2 separate regions of the Sus scrofa genome follow, and region 1 is linked to region 2. A link is a contact called in public HiChIP or PLAC-seq data. All regions are on one chromosome and are shown on one strand. Each heading gives the region's core, a stretch centred on a gene start, on an enhancer-like site or on the middle of the called end of the contact. The rest is flanking DNA. Distances are from core to core; before and after follow the strand shown. Region 1 overlaps LOC106505851 (a long non-coding RNA gene). Region 2 has its middle 66 kb from the start of CLIC6.

What was found. HiChIP or PLAC-seq counts read pairs in DNA pulled down with a chosen protein or histone mark.
Region 1: a contact with region 2 is called in an H3K27ac HiChIP or PLAC-seq map of alveolar macrophages. The contact joins two enhancer-like sites. A contact is called at or near these places in 2 of 2 datasets of contacts at active chromatin or transcription factors (alveolar macrophages and skeletal muscle).

Annotation. Positions count from the first base shown.
Region 1 is chr13:198,833,343-198,836,042 of Sscrofa11.1, forward strand. All of the region lies in intron 1 of LOC106505851 (a long non-coding RNA gene), which reads left to right. Among named protein-coding and RNA genes, the nearest start is that of RUNX1, 200 kb to the left of the region's middle. Within about 2 kb of position 1,304, at least 19 of the 83 cell types and tissues checked have an H3K27ac peak or open chromatin away from gene starts, as enhancers often do. A contact at or near this core is called in alveolar macrophages, where this site is marked.
Region 2 is chr13:198,315,276-198,317,975 of Sscrofa11.1, forward strand. No RefSeq gene overlaps it. Among named protein-coding and RNA genes, the nearest start is that of CLIC6, 66 kb to the left of the region's middle. Within about 2 kb of position 1,361, at least 1 of the 83 cell types and tissues checked has an H3K27ac peak or open chromatin away from gene starts, as enhancers often do. A contact at or near this core is called in alveolar macrophages, where this site is marked.

The DNA of each region.
Region 1 (2,700 bases), core at 54-2,553, 520 kb after region 2:
TATTCTCAAAGGACCTTAGCTGAAAAAAACTGCTGAATTCATTTCAAACTATTCACTTTAAAATTGTTTAATCCATTAAAGTACCTACCAAGCTATACCATTTGATTGTCATTTATTTTACTGAAGTCTACTCAGTGAAAATATTTTATTCTCAGGAAAGAAAATTAATTCATTTTTTAATTCTGTTTTCAGCCTGGTCTGAAACTATCAGAATCAGCTTTGGGGTTCAGTCACAAAGAGGAACTTCATAATAGTGCATTCAAATAGCCAAATCAGATTTTTCTACCAAATAAGTGCAATGGAAGCAAGCTCTCATCTAAATGTGGAAACTATGATCTCATGCCAGAATTTTAGGGAAATGAACTTTATGTCTAGTGACCCTTAATATCAGGAATTATTATTCCTCATTTGTTAAATTTCTACCTGTAAAGAACAAATCTAAGATATCTGTCTTAATAGAGTTTTTAGAAAATAATTTGGAAAAAAACAAAAATAGAAATAGGTCTTGTGTAAAGATTGTGATATTTCAAGTGATCATGGTTTTTTTTCTCTAAATATGTCTTTATTATTCTTTCATATCATTTTTGTAGTTTTTATTGAAATACAGTTAATTTACAAGGTTGTGTTAGTTTCAAGTGTACAGCAAAATGATTCAGGTATATAGATAGATATAAATATATTAAAATAAATATATATGTTCTTTTTCAGGTTATTTTCCATTATAGGTAATCATGCCATATTTTATAATGCAAAAACACCCAAGAGCTTTAACATATTTTTATATATTTCCTCCTGTGTTAAGGAAAAAGTATAAGCTCACAAAATATGAACATGCCTGATTTCTCGTATGTTTTTTGGTTTGTTTTTATTGTTGCTCAGTTCAGTACATTTAAAACTATCATAATATTTTGTAGAAAAGTGTTTCTACATGAATGAACTCTTTCTGAAATCCCCTAAATCTTACATTGGCCAAAGCTAGATTTACTGGCATAAAGAGTCCTCAGCTTCCTGCTTCTGACCCATAATTTTATATGTGAAAGTCATCGTCAAAGCTTGCAAGGCAAGTTGTGTTGAGCATTTCCAGATACCAAACCTCCCCTCTGTGATTTCAAAAAGTCAACAGCTGCTCAGCCTGTTCTTCCCATCACTGTTCTTGATTGCGTTAGAAAAAAAAAAAAATCCATCTCTAAAAAAATTGTGAAAACTGAGAACAGAAAAGCAACCAGTGGCAACTGAGAGGCACTATGCTGTTATCATCCTCAGCTCATTTTCTTGGGCTTTTGCCCAATGGGACTGAATTCTCTTCACAGCAAGGGATGGTTTCAGCTGACCTGCTGTGAATGTCCCAAGTGAGTCACTGCCGTTAACTCCATCAACGCCATTTGCTGTCCACTTGGACATTTCTGAACAGCTGCTGGGCTCCAGTGCCAACTTCTAACTGGAAATATGGCTGGTCTGACTCAGTTTCAGAAGGGACAAGAGGGAAGGAGGGAGGAGGGGAGGGGGGAGAGAGAAAACACACATGCCTCCTCCTCTCAAAAAAGACTGACAACTCTGTTTTTTTCCATTGATTATGGTGGAAAAACTTTTTGAAGAAGTGAGAATACTAAACTCAGTTTGTCACATCTCCCTATTTTGTCTCATTATTTTATTCATGAAGTTGGGTTGGGATTTTATATTGAAGTTATGCGTTGATGTGGAAATTTGCAACCCATAACATGTCACCCCATTTCCACTTTTTTTTTAGCCATATTCATCTTATTTTCCAAACGCAAAAGTGAATATTTCCTTTACTCTAAAAATATTTTTCATAAAATTGAAAATCCATTTTGAATCAATCAACAACTTTTTTTGGAGCATTTGCTAGAACAGGCTTCTGGACTAGACATTAACGAGGATTCTGAGAAATATCAGACATGATCCTTGGATTCAAGAATTTGTAATAAAATGAAGAGAAAAGGCCTGTTGAAATAGATGGTCCAGGAACAATATGAGGGAGTTTGCGTAAAAGTGCCAGATGCCTGGTAGAGCTACCAGGGGCTGCAAGAACTCAGAGCAAGTCTCTGGGCTGGTGGTTTTAAATCTGGGATGATGGTAACTGATACTAACAACTGAAATTAAATTAACTTTATAAACATGGACTCTGTCATAGCTGGGCATGCAGCCTAAGTGTCTAAGTTAAAGGCTGAAATATGCTCACATGACCTCAGCATTTTATTTCAGGGGACGTCTTTGATTTATATGTGCATTGTTGTGTGTGCAAACACACATGAACATTTTTTAAAAACTCTTATATTACCAGAGACACTGAGGAAGTGACAGAATACTTGTTCTCTTGTGGACATTTATCTACTATTTTGTGGGAAGTGAACAAACATCAGTCAGGTCTCCGGGACTTACTAAGAGTTATAAAATTGATTAATAGGGTTAAAAGGGTGCTTTCATTTTTTTTTTTTAGCATTTTGATAACTTTATTTTTTTATTTAATGATTTTTATTTTTTTTCCATTATACCTGGTTTACAGGGTTTTTTAAATTTTCTTCTGTCCAGCAAGGTGACCCAGTCACATATACACATATACATTCCTTTTTCTCACATTATCATGCTCCATCATAAGTGACTAGCCATTCCTTTTTCTCACATTATCGTGTGCCATCATAAGTGACTAGCTATAGTTCCCAGTGCTATACAGCAGGATCT
Region 2 (2,700 bases), core at 111-2,610:
TCTTATTCCGGTGTTTTCATGGAAATAAAACAATTTTGTTTGGGGGAGAAAGAGAAATACAATCAAGGCATGCTGATTTTGTTCTCGGCAGCTCTCTGATTCACTTATGTTGAGTGAGATAAAAGCAGTTTCCTTGGAAAGAAATGAATATACAGTTTCAACCACAAGATGCCTTCACAGATGAAATGATTTCTATCTTTATTAATAAGCACATTGTCTGAGATCTCTAGGCTTCCCTGAGAATGTGGTCTGAAGGGAGGAGCTGGTTCCCGCCTTGTGTCCAGGACCAGACCCCGCAAATGCTCCCTGAGCGTGGAAGGGATTTGCTTCACTCTGGAAAAGGCTTCTGGAAAGTAGTAATCCCTAGAAATGGGGGTGGCTGCAGTGGAAGGGGTGTAACATCTCCCCAAGGTGGATCTATTTTTTTTTTTTTTTTGTCTTTTTGTCTTTTTAGGGCCACAACCCTGGCATATGGAGGTTCCCAGGCTAGAGATCCAATTGGAGCTGTCGCCACTGGCCGACGCCACAGCCACAGCAATGCCAGATCCGAGCTGTGTCTGTAACTTACACCAGCAGCTCACAGCAATGCCAGATCCTTAACCCACTGAGCGAGGACAGTAATCTAACCTGTGTCCTCATGGACACTAGTCAGATTCATTTCCAATGAACCACAACGGGAAATGCCCCCAGGTAGATCTTGGCAAAGAAGTGTCTCCTCTTGCAGAAGCATCTTAGGGTGGCCCACTGTCTGGCAGTGGAGAGTAGGTTAGATCACCTATCGAAGTTACCCTCGGTTTTAATGCTGCTACTTTTCTATAAAAGACTTTCTACTTGGGATTTCTGAGAAGGCTGAAGATCCATTTCCACTTTTAAAGAGGAGATGTCTTTGAAATACAATGGCACTCACAGGTCACCTTTGAAGTGTGACCTTGCAGGGCCACCAGCTTCACACACCAAGGCAAGGGTCTTTAGCACCTGGAAGACTGCCACAGAAGCCCTGTGGTGTTTGCCTGGTTGTTTCGGGGTGAGTGACAGTAGAGATCACAGGAAGTGATTTTTTTCTATTTGTCTTTTTAGGGCCGAACCCAGGGCATGTGGAAGTTCCCAGGTTCGGGGTCAAATTGGAGCTATAGCTGCCAGCCTACAACACAGCCACAGCCGCAGCCACAGCCACAGTCATGCGGGATCCCAGCTGCATCTGTGACCTACACCATAGTTTATGGCAACGCTGGATCCTTAACCCACTGAGTGAGGCCAGGAATTGAACCCGTGTCCTCTTGGATACTAGAGGGGTTCGTTTCCCCTGAGCCATGAAGGGAACTCCCATAGGAAGTGCTTTGATACCCTAGTTTGCTCCGTGGGAGGCTGGCTGGTCCTGGTCTTCTCACACGCTAACAATTAAAAAAGGAAGTTTGGATCTAGAGCCCAGAGCCTGAAGCTCAGTTTTGTGGAACAAGTACTGTCAGGAGGAAGGCAATCCCTAACCCCCCTGCATTGCCCTCCCCCTCTTCAGTCTGAGGACTTTGGGGCCACCGTCGGTCCCGTGTGCCTGGCAAGGTCACACAGAGGTGGATTTCCAATGCACATCTTCCTAAGGGACGACATGGGAGGGAAGTTGAAGGGGATGAGAATCAAGGAAGTGGGGTGCGGGGTTAGAAGGGGTGGGAGCAGCAAGGTTACTCAACCCTGGGGTTTTTACTCGAGGGATGTTAGGAGAGAACAATATATCCTTTGTGGAGGAGAAAACAGAAATGCAACACAGAGGCCAGGAGAGATTCAGTAAACAGAGGGCTCAATAAGGCAATTTCAGGAGAATCTTGTCGCAGGGACTGCTGTCACCCTGCAGAGATGACCCTCAGTGCCCTGGTCAGTGCTGGTCTTCTTTGGCAGGGTAAGTTGCCCCAGGAGTCAATGCAAGAAGCTTTGGATTAATTTGGACAATCATGATCATAAGCAGTGGGCCCCAGGATTTACTGTTTTTGATGAACTTTTAAGATAATAGAAAGATTATCCAAGGACAGCGTATTCTCCTTTTTTATTTTTTATTTTTTAATTTTTTGTCATTTTGCCTTTTCTTGAGCTGCTCCCGCAGCATATGGAGGCTCCCAGGCTAGAGGTCTAATTGGAGCTGTAGCTGCCGGCCTACGCCAGAACCACAGTAGCCAGATCCGAGCTGCGTCTGTGACCTGCCCCACAGCTCACGGCAACGCCGGATCCTTAACCCATTGAGCAAGGCCAGGGATCGAACCTGCAACCTCATGGTTCCTAGTCAGATTCATTAACCGCTGCGCCACGACGGGAACTCTATGTCCTCCTTTTTAGAAATGCAACTTGGAGCTGCACCTGCAGGCCTACTCTACAGCCACAGCAATGCCAGATCTGAGCCCAATCGGCAAACTACTCTGCCGGTTGTGGCAATGCTGGATTCTTAACTCACCAAGGGAGGCCAGGGACCAAACCCACATCCTCACAGATACTATGTCAGGGCCTTAACCTGCTGAGCCTCAGTGGGAACTCCTTGATGTTTCTTGAAGACCAGCCTCCTGTCTACCTTTTTCACTCCCCATCAGCATATCCTCAATAGTTTCTTTCTCTGCTAGCCCCTCTGCCCTCTTTAACTGGACTTGGCAAAGAGCTATCTGGCCTTAGGCAAGCCATTTAATTTTGCTGAATCATGGTTTGCTCATTGAGGAAAGAATT